2 separate regions of the Oryctolagus cuniculus genome follow, and region 2 is linked to region 1. Evidence: chromatin contacts called from public Hi-C data. All regions are on one chromosome and are shown on one strand. Each heading gives the region's core, a stretch centred on a gene start, on an enhancer-like site or on the middle of the called end of the contact. The rest is flanking DNA. Distances are from core to core; before and after follow the strand shown. Region 1 overlaps ZNF185 (zinc finger protein 185 with LIM domain). Region 2 holds the start of G6PD (glucose-6-phosphate dehydrogenase).

Region 1 (4,716 bases), core at 1,259-3,758:
CCATCCACACTGCTCCAGGTTCAGTGAGTCACCACAGCTCACTCACAGGGCAGAAGACCAAGCACCTGTGCATATAATGTGTCAGAATTGGCATGGAGTTAGAGGAAAAATACCTCCCACCTGAGGTGCAACCACTGACAAGAAAAAAAAAAAAAACCCTGGCTCCAACAGGCAGGATTCCAGTGCAGCTTGGCCCTTACCTGCTGGCACAGCCCTCCGGTTCAGGTTCAAGGAGCTTCTCGGGTGCCCTGGGGCTGCCCTGCCGCTCTGGGACGCTGGGATCTGCAGGTTGCTGAGCAGGTGCAGTTGGGTCTCCATGGCCTTCTCTCAGGGCTCCAGGCCTCTCCTGCTGGGCTTCTCCCACCTTGGTGGCCACACTGTTCTCACCACCAGCCACGGCGCTGAGGAAGAATGAACACCCTTATGGAGAGAGTGCCCTGAGACTCGTCCCTGCTCACCCAGAGCACGCCAGCTGGCACCTCCCACAGGCATGGAGGGGTTCACCTCCCGGGTGGTGGGGCTGAGAGCAGCAGACAGGTACGGACCACACACCCTGGGGAGCAGTTCGTGTCCTCTTCAGAGGACCTCAGTATCACTGCTTTCTTCTTGCTGAAAAAAAGAAACAGCCTCTATTTGTAATAAAGGAAGCTCAAGACAAGAGCTGCAGGCAAGTAGATGCGATATCACCCAATAACCAAGGGGAAAACATCCCATTGGTACAGTGCCTCTCCGTTTTGCTTCCATGCTGATAGTACAGATATCAGAAGTGGTATTACCCACCCTACCTGTGCCTGTAACATATACTCTTGAGCCAAACACAGACACCGAAGGCCTAAAGAGCTCATCTCCAAATTCTGGGAGACAGCTGTACCGTGGACTTAATCAGAGTTCTATCCTGCCCCATGTCCTCTGTAGAAGTAAGATAATAGGGGTGTCCTCACCAAATTTTGTGACTAGAGCCATGATTCTCCACAAAGTGCAATTTGAGGTTCACTACAAGTTAGGGACTAATGGACTACTAAGACTTTTTTCATCCTAGCCCTTGGTGCAGGGCTACTATCATTTAGAGATGTAACCCATCTGGGTTATGAAAAGGAAATCATAGTCAAACACCCACAGCAGGCTCACCAGTGTAATATCCTGCCGGTCTTATTCTTAGATGCTAAGTGGTTAGAGACAGGCTAGGTAATCCTGGGAGTAGCCACCACTGAGGTCTTAGAGTTTGGATTAGTTGGTTTCCCTGAAGCCCTTCCTTCTGAATGTAACTGGATTAAAGCTCCAGTACCCCAATGCCGCCACTGCCAATTCCTAACACAACCACATTCTTTACACAAAGCAGAATGTCCCCATTCTACTCCTGTACTATCTCTACTAGACTCTTCCACTGTTTGACAGTGGTTGTCAGCACTGTGAAAATTGCCTAAAGTTTGGCTGCTAGTCGTGCAGAATGAATGCAAGACTGAAAGCCCACATTTGCAATCTAATAAGGAAGAAAACTGCCTGTTTTGGATATGAAGTCTGGTAACAAAAGTTTAGTGCGAAAGAGATGACATACTTTTTTTTATTCCTGCTGGGGTTCTGCATTTAGTTTTAAGGTTTTATAGAACTGGCTTTTGACATTTATACAGCACTTTGTACCAAGAAATGTCCTACATGCTTTATATATGCAAATCCAGTTAAACCTAACAGCAATGCTATATGACAGGAGCCATTAGTTCCACTATTCTACACATGAAGACACTGAGGCAGACAGAAGGTGAGTAACATGCAGAAAGTCACACAGATACTAAGTGGCAGAACTTGGATTTGATTCCAAGCACCCAAGTCCATACTATTAGGGTATTATACCACTTTCCTTTGTATACGCAGGACTAAGTAAGCATTAAAGCAGAATTCGTAACGTTTGGACCAGTTGAAATTAAATTCCTTTATAACCTACGAAAAATAAGGTTCCACTGCTCTGCAGGATTTCAACCCCCCAGTCCCACCCCCACCCTCCACAATCCCTCACCACTGAATCCCAAATCCCAGGCCAGGTCTGCCCAAAGGTTAATCATGGCCAGAGGATCCGGTTGCTCTCCCCACACAACCACACCTCCTGCCCCTGGCCAGTTCTGAAGACCAGTATACAGAGTCCAAGAGGTGTTGGTGCTAAGACCACCTGACAAACTAGAGCCACAGAACTCTCCTTCGACTCCTTAGGGTCACTGTACTCTGCCTTCCTGTAGCCAGGGCCTGGGTGACCGGCAGTTGTCCACGCGCAGTCATCTCAAGGCCAGTGGGGCCATCATTGCCCATTTTGCTGTGAGTCGGGGTGGGGGTGGGGGTGGGCAGGAAAAGCTTAAGAGCCCTCAGGGAGGGGCCGAAATTAGCGGCCAGGATATTTGTGGTCCTGGAGCGCCACCTCGTGGCCGGTATGGGCACGGCTGCAGGAGAAGCCCTGTTGTGGCAGATCTCGTTCTGGACAGCCATTTCGCTTGGCGGAAGGTCGCACTTCCCCAGAGGGCATTGCAGCCCAAGCGCGCGAATGCAGGAAATGGCGGCGTGCGCAGCCGCACTCACGACAGCTGTACGCTGCTTTAGGCGCGTAGGCACTTACGCTTAGAGGCGCACAAACGCCCTACCGCAGCCTCTTAAAGGCGCAGGCGCGTTCAGAGTCCTCCAGTCGGCAAGGACACGCGCAGACGCACACGTTTCCTATCTCCTTAACCTCTTGTATGCCTTTTTTTTTTTTTTCCCAAAAAAAGATCGCGAACCCTCCAGAGCAAGACTACTAACATTTTGAGCTGTGTAATTGTGGGGGCGGGCTGGGGAGGAGGACACATCATGGGATTTTTAGCAGCATCCCTGAACTCTACACTTTAGTAGCCAGCAGTACCTCCCACTTTCCGTTGCGACTACCAAGATCTCCGGATATTGTTAGCTCTCCGGTTAGTGGGGTGGGAAGGTCCAGAAGATGCCCGTGGTTCAAACCCAAACAAATCAGGAAAATTTTTTTAAATACTTCCTGGGTGATTTTTCAAATGTAGCAGGAATCAAGATGCAATGTGATCTCGAGAAACTTTGTATTGAGTTTTGCAAACTTTTAAACACCAGAGGAAAGTAGTTCGGAGCCTGGGCTCTAGAGTTAGCCAGATCTAGACTGCTACCCGCTTTGCTTCTCACAGCACTGCACCCCTGGCTTTCCGTGGTAACCACCTGGAAGTTATGGGTGTGGGATCTTGAGAATAGTCTCCAAAGACTTCCTAAATTAGCTTTCTGTAGTTTCTCTTGAGGTTTTCCAGAGACCCTCTTAATTAGCACTACCACTTGTAAGGCTCTGGATAAGTCATTTAACCTTTTTTGTGCTTCAGTTTCCCCATCTTACCCATCTCACAGGGTTGCTGGGAAGACTGTAAAGCACCTGGCACTGCACATCCCACCCTCCAGCATCTGGTTTAAGTAAAACAAAAGAAAAAACAAACAAAAGACCAGTTGCAATATCTGGAGATGAAAACATGCATTCACTTAAAAAAAGCAATCCCAAATCATAGCATGCTCCCCTTTGGGTTGAAACTTGAAATAAAATGCAGTTTCCTTATCATGCCTGATGAAAGCTCTGTTCCATCTGCATTCTCTTACCAGCTAGCCAGGCTCCAGTAATTCCACACTTTGGAACACACTAAGTACATTCCCACTGCAAGCTTAAGTTTTTGGGTCCTTATCAGCAGCTCCCTTCTCCCTGTTCTCTTTGCTCACTGCCTCGCACTCCACTACCACCATACTCGGTAGCCCTTGTTACTACCAGTCACTCTTTATCTTAGCACCCTGGCTATTTTTTTTTTTCAGATAAGTCCTTCCCAGGAGGCACAGAGACCTGAGTTCCAGGCCTATGTTCTTCATTCTAATTAGGTATCGACCTTGAGAAGCTGGAAAGTAGCATATGAGATGCTGTGACTAGAGAGCTGTGTGCACAGTACATGCTCAAAAGTTAAACAGCTGTGTCAATCATTGGCAATAAGGTACAAAAGGCCAATCATCCCCTACCCACTTTGGCAAGCCTCTCTTCCATCGCTTCTCCCTAAGGACCTCATCACTGGCCACACTCACCTATGTACAGTGCCCAGGAAACAACAAGTTCTTTTGGGCCCTTTGTTTATCCTACTCCATCTGCTAGGAGGATTCATATTCACCTTTTGAGATTCAGATTAAAAGCCAGCTCTTCATGAAGCCATCCCAAGCCTCTTCCTTGGGTGTAGAAGCTCAGCACTGTGTATTCATGTCTTACCCCTTTGTGTCCTCCAGGTCTGCTGGACTGTCATTCCTTCTATCATCCAGGACAGCAGAAGTCAAAGTAGTACTGGAGCTGAGAGAGGAAGCACACAAGCCCACTCTGTCTCAGACCAAAGGAGGCTGGGGAGCCCAAGGTCTTCACCTGCCTGGCTGCTTTCACACAGGAAAGGGAAGAACTACATCTGCCAGTAAAGTCTGCTCTCTCAGTCCTGGCACAGACATCACTGTGTCTGATAACATCATTTAAGCCTTGGATGTGGCCTTAGCATCTCAGTTCAAGACTAGGCAATACCGCCTGATAAGACTGGAGCCACTGTTCTTCCCAGTTCCCTGCTACATGCTCCTTGCTAGCAGTATCTTTTCCCAAGCTGTGCCTCCCAGTGCCCTCCCCTCTACCACGAGTACAGTCTTCCCCTCCTTTCTTCCCCCTCCCTTGCTGGGCAC
Region 2 (4,716 bases), core at 1,278-3,777, 1.4 Mb before region 1:
TCTCTCTCTCTCTCTCTCTCTCTGCTTCTCCTCTCTCTGTGTAACTCTGACTTTCAAATAAAATAAAACAAATAAATCTTTAAAAAAATAATTCTGATTATGGTAAGTCTAAATTAAATTGTGCATCAATTGATCCTTGGAGATGGGTACATTGGATTTAATTAGGCTTATCTTTGCACTTTTGCATATTTTTTAAATTTTCAATAAAAATGATCAAAGCATCATCATCGTTCACCTGGATTGAGGCAATAATCGCTTAATGGGCACGCTGCTTCTATCCTTGCCCCTACAGTCTACTGTCTCTCCCCACCGCGGCCACAGCAATCAGTATAAAAGAAAAGTCCCATCACATCGCTCCTCTGAGAACCGTACCATGGCTCCCTATCACTTTCAGACTAAATAGCCAGTGCCTACAACGGCCTACAAAAAGACCCTGTATCACCCTAGTCCCCCATTTCTTCCTTTCCAACTGTTCTCACCTCCCTCCCTTGGTCTCCTTGCTGTTGCTCAAATGTGCTAGGACGGCCCGTTCATGAAGATCGCAGAAACGATATTAAGATCAGGGAGATAGTAAGTTTTTTTGCAAAACAAGCAAACTGAGGCCCATGGGGTAAGATAGTTTGCTGGCAGACTATAACTGGCCGCCTTTTTTAAAAATCTCAAGCGCTCACAAGTTTGCTTATCAGAAAATGTCTCCAAACTAGAAAGAGTCCTCACCCTAGGGGCATGGTTAGGCTCCGTGGCTCCGGTACCGCCCAAACAACCCGGCCCGCCTTGGCCCGTGCTCAACAAGTGCGGCAGCACCGGCTGGGGACCCAAGAGGAGGGGGAGCCTGGACGTCCGGGGCAGTCTCGAGGGCAGTGCCGCGCCCACCCAAGGGATCCGGTCTTGGCGGAAGAGAACCTCACCTGTCAGCAGAGTTGGTTAGAGTGAGCAGGACAGGAGCAGAAGGCTCCGAGAGCTCTGAGGACCCCGGCGTTCTAAGAAGGTCCGGGTTCGGCAGTCGCCCTTCCCTTCCCCGCTGTTTAACCCCCCGCTTCCGGCTTCCGGTGTCGTAGCCAAGGGAACCGGAAGTAAAACATATGAGCAGGGTCCCGGAGAACACCGGAGACTGGGAGAGGTGCGAGGCCACGGTAAGACTGCATCCTGCTGCAGAGGGAAACACGAGTTCCCCAGCTTTGGCCTGCCCACGGGACGCTCCCCAGTGATAAGCACCACCCGCGTCTTTTCAGGGCTTCAAGACCCACACTGCCCCTCATCTCTCCGGCGACGGCATCCACCCTCGGGGACTCCCCACGGCCCCGCCCCTGCCGCGGGAGGAGCCGGGACGAGGCTGCACCAATAGGGCCACTTTGACTAGAGGACAAGTGTCGGTTCCTCTGGGGAGCAAGGAGGGCTTTAAACGGCCCTGCCATGAGCAAAAGGGAACCCAAGGGAGGCGTGGCCACGCTGCCGACGGAAGTGGAGCCCACTGCTAGGGCGCGGGGGTCCCCCAGGGCGAGCGGGAAATCCGACCATCTGGGCGAGGCCAGCCTAGCGATGAGGACACGGGAGAACTGCGGGGAGCTGCACCCGTGCCCGCAAGGCATTGCGGACGCTCAGCAGCAGCAGAGACCCCAAGGAGTCCAGGAATTGGCCACCGGCGCAGGTGCCCAGGCGCTGGCGGGACTGGGCGGATCGGGCGCAACGCAAACCCGGCCTGCGCGCGCAGCTGCCCTCGCTTCGCCCCGCCCCACCCCACCCCGCCCCGCCCGCGCGAGAGAGCCTGGCTGAAGCCCCGCCCCTCGCGCCTCTCCTGAGGTCGGTCAGCTCAGCCGAGGCACCCGCCCCCGCCGGTTAAATGGGCTGGCGGGGCTCAGCCCCCGGAAACGACCGTGCAGTCCGGGGCAGTGCGCGCGGCGGGCGGCGGCGGCGGCGGCAGCGAGGCGCAGGTAACGGGGTGGGCGGGCGCCGCTCCAGCCGAAGGGAGTGCTTCCCGCGCGCAGCCCTTCCTGCACGCTACTTGCCACGCTTGGGAAACGCGACATAATCCATGGGGTCTTACTGATTCCCTTTGTACCACGCACCGCTCTCACTGGGCCTCTAAGGACGAGACACTGAGAGTGGCGGGGACCTGCTGAGGGCTCCCCAGGGGGACGGGGGAGGGCGGGAGCCAAACTCCGTCATCCACTCACCCTGGTTTCTGCCGGAGCTCAGAGTGAGATGCCCTAGGCACGCGGTGCAGGTGTTCACTCTAGTTAGACTTGATGCTCTAACTGGGATCTTGTGGTGCTCAGGGCGATTTTATAATGCGCTCTCTGGAAGAAGTGAGCCGCGAAGCACGGCCAAAGGCCAGAGCCTGCAGTTTCTGACTCACCGAGCCTACTCTCCCACCCACCCCCAGTCCCCGCCCGTCCCAGCCATCAGGAGGTGGTCAGCCGAGTGAGGACCTAAAGGCTCCCTGATGGGAGATGGGGGCCAACTTCTCAATGGTCTTCTGTTCTCCCATCTTGTCAACAAGCCTTTCCTCCCACAGACAGCAACATCATGGCAGAGCAAGTGGCCCTGAGCAGGACCCAAGTGTGCGGGATCCTACGAGAAGAGCTCTATCAAGGCAATGCCTTCCACCAGGCGGATACTCACATATTCATCATCATGGGTGCATCGGTAAGTCTCCCCAGGCCCCGGATCCTAAAATTGAAAATGTGAATGTGACATTGTGCAAGGCGCTTCCCACTCTGTGCAAAAGCTTTTCCAGCCAATTGTGGGGCCACATGGGCCCTTCCTGTTGCTTCCACCCATGTCCTAGTATCAAGCCCACACTACATAATATGCCCCCACGGGGGTGGTGCTGAAACCTCTGCTCGGCTATCGACTGTAGACCCACGTCCTGGAGCTCCAAGATCCTTAGGAACCACCTAGTTGGACGCCTTCCTCCTCCCCAGGGAAAACTGAGATGGAAAGAGGAATGCTACTGATTCTGTAGTTTTTTCCAGCCTGTTTGTGATTTGACAAGTGGCACACAGTGACTTCCAAAGCCTGCTGAGGAGCGCTTTCCCATCCCACCTGGCCCCGGTTGTCCAGCTGCCGGAACTGCCATTTAGCTCCGCTAGGAAAGGCCAAAGAACAAAGCCCAGGCAAGCATATAGCACATTGATGGCGCTTGGGGACAGCAGAACAGGCAAACATGTAGCATGTTGATGGGGCTTGGGGACAGCAGAAGACAGAGAGGTGGTCCTGGTAGAGCAGTGTCCCCCTGTGTGGCAGCAAGACATAGGCGGCACTGATGAGAACAGAAATTCCAAGTGGTCCCCACTTTGCATTTTTAACTCAGGGAATGCCCACGAATGTGCTTGCAAACATGTGACGGACCATCTTGGACATTAACTTCCCATCACCCTTTGCCAGATCTGCCACTCGCTCCCTGCCACCTCTGTCTCTGATCAGAACTTGGGAAAGGACGGAGACAAGCAAGGGAGAAGGGCCTTGCCTATGAAAGAGCAATGGAGGGCTACCCCAAGCACTGTCTTCTCACTCCAGAAAAACCTAAGACCTGGCACACACAGGGTACAGGCTTGGCCTCAGCTCTGGCCCCAGTCTGATCCCACTAGAGGAGCTACATTGTGTCAGTCACAAACTTTAGTCTCAGTAGCAAGTTGGAGGAGAAAGTCGCTGAGCGCTGAGAATGATTTTTCTAATCCTTCCCCATCCCCACCCTACGCCGTCACAAGGATGCTCCAACAGAGTGACCCGGGCCACAGTGATGGCTTATGTGTCCAGCTTTGTGTGTGACCTGGAGCAGATGTCTCCCCTGCTTCAAACCTCCGTTTCCAGCCAGCAGATGAGGGCTTTTGAAATAGGTGCGAAGGGGCCGGTGACTTTGCCTTGATTGTATGTCTTCTGGCTACCTTCCCCTGTGTGGCCCTGGGGTTGGGCAACTCTGTTTCATTGCAATTGGTAGAGTTCCTCTTTGTTCTTCGCTCTGGGAGTGACAACCAGAGGCTTTCAGAGCCAAAGGGGGAAGTGTAGGCCCTGGCGTAAGCCAGTGGGGAGGACAAGGGTCCTCTGAAGAGCCTTATTGTTTCTTTCTCCCTCCTCCTGGTGGAAGGGGCTAGAGCAGGGGGTGTGCCCCGTGCCTGGGCAACCCCAGAACAGCTCCCACCCTCATGCCTCACTGGGTGCCAAAGGTAGGCAGGGTCCTGTGGCTATGGGAAACAGCCATGGTCCCTGCCTCCTCAAGGACAGACTTTCAGAGTGGCACATGGGACAGAAGATAAAAGTGGCCACTTGTGTCCCCAGTCCCCGCTTTAGCCCTCAGGTCTCACGAGGAGGGCCAGGAGAGCAAGCCCTGCAGGCGAAAGCCAGGGAAGCGTCCCACGCACACCCCAAGCCCTAAGTCAGACGGAGCTCAGCGTGACCCAGAAACCAAAAGGAGGCCAGTGGCTAGTGGGTCCAGAGCCTGGGCAGACAGGCCACTGCGGGGCGCCTAGCCCACGTGGCCAAGCCCTGCCCCTTCCTCCTCCCTGGCTGGCTTGCCCAACTCTCACCTACATGCCCGGCTTCCTTCCCGGGGTGGCCCAATTGCCAGCTCAGAGTTTCCACATGGGCACAGAGCTAGCACTCACTGTCCCCGGCCGCTTCCTCCTTCCCATGACTCCCACCCCAGCAGGAAGGGGGCCGAGGTGCTTGCCGTCCTGCTCCGGAGAGCTCTGGCCTTGAAGACCAAAGAACCTTGAG

The links. Hi-C and Micro-C count contacts between places; a contact is called where the count stands out from the background.
Region 2: a contact with region 1 is called in a Hi-C map of psoas muscle, with 5 times the contacts expected there. The contact joins the promoter of G6PD here to the enhancer-like site in region 1. A contact is called at or near these places in 2 of 6 Hi-C or Micro-C datasets (psoas muscle and an unstated tissue).

What each region holds. Positions count from the first base shown.
Region 1 is chrX:131,364,178-131,368,893 of mOryCun1.1, reverse strand. ZNF185 (zinc finger protein 185 with LIM domain) reads right to left here. Exons shown (of 21, transcript XM_070067417.1): 16 at 4,268-4,345; 17 at 201-401. Among named protein-coding and RNA genes, the nearest start is that of ZNF185, 37 kb to the right of the region's middle. Within about 2 kb of position 2,508, at least 4 of the 8 cell types and tissues checked have an H3K27ac peak or open chromatin away from gene starts, as enhancers often do.
Region 2 is chrX:132,757,386-132,762,101 of mOryCun1.1, reverse strand. G6PD (glucose-6-phosphate dehydrogenase) reads left to right here and starts at 2,527. Exons shown (of 12, transcript NM_001171382.1): 1 at 2,527-2,646. The coding sequence starts at 2,527. It overlaps LOC127488381 (a long non-coding RNA gene), which reads right to left. Exons shown (of 3, transcript XR_007916079.2): 3 at 2,623-2,670. It also overlaps a transcript of IKBKG not described here.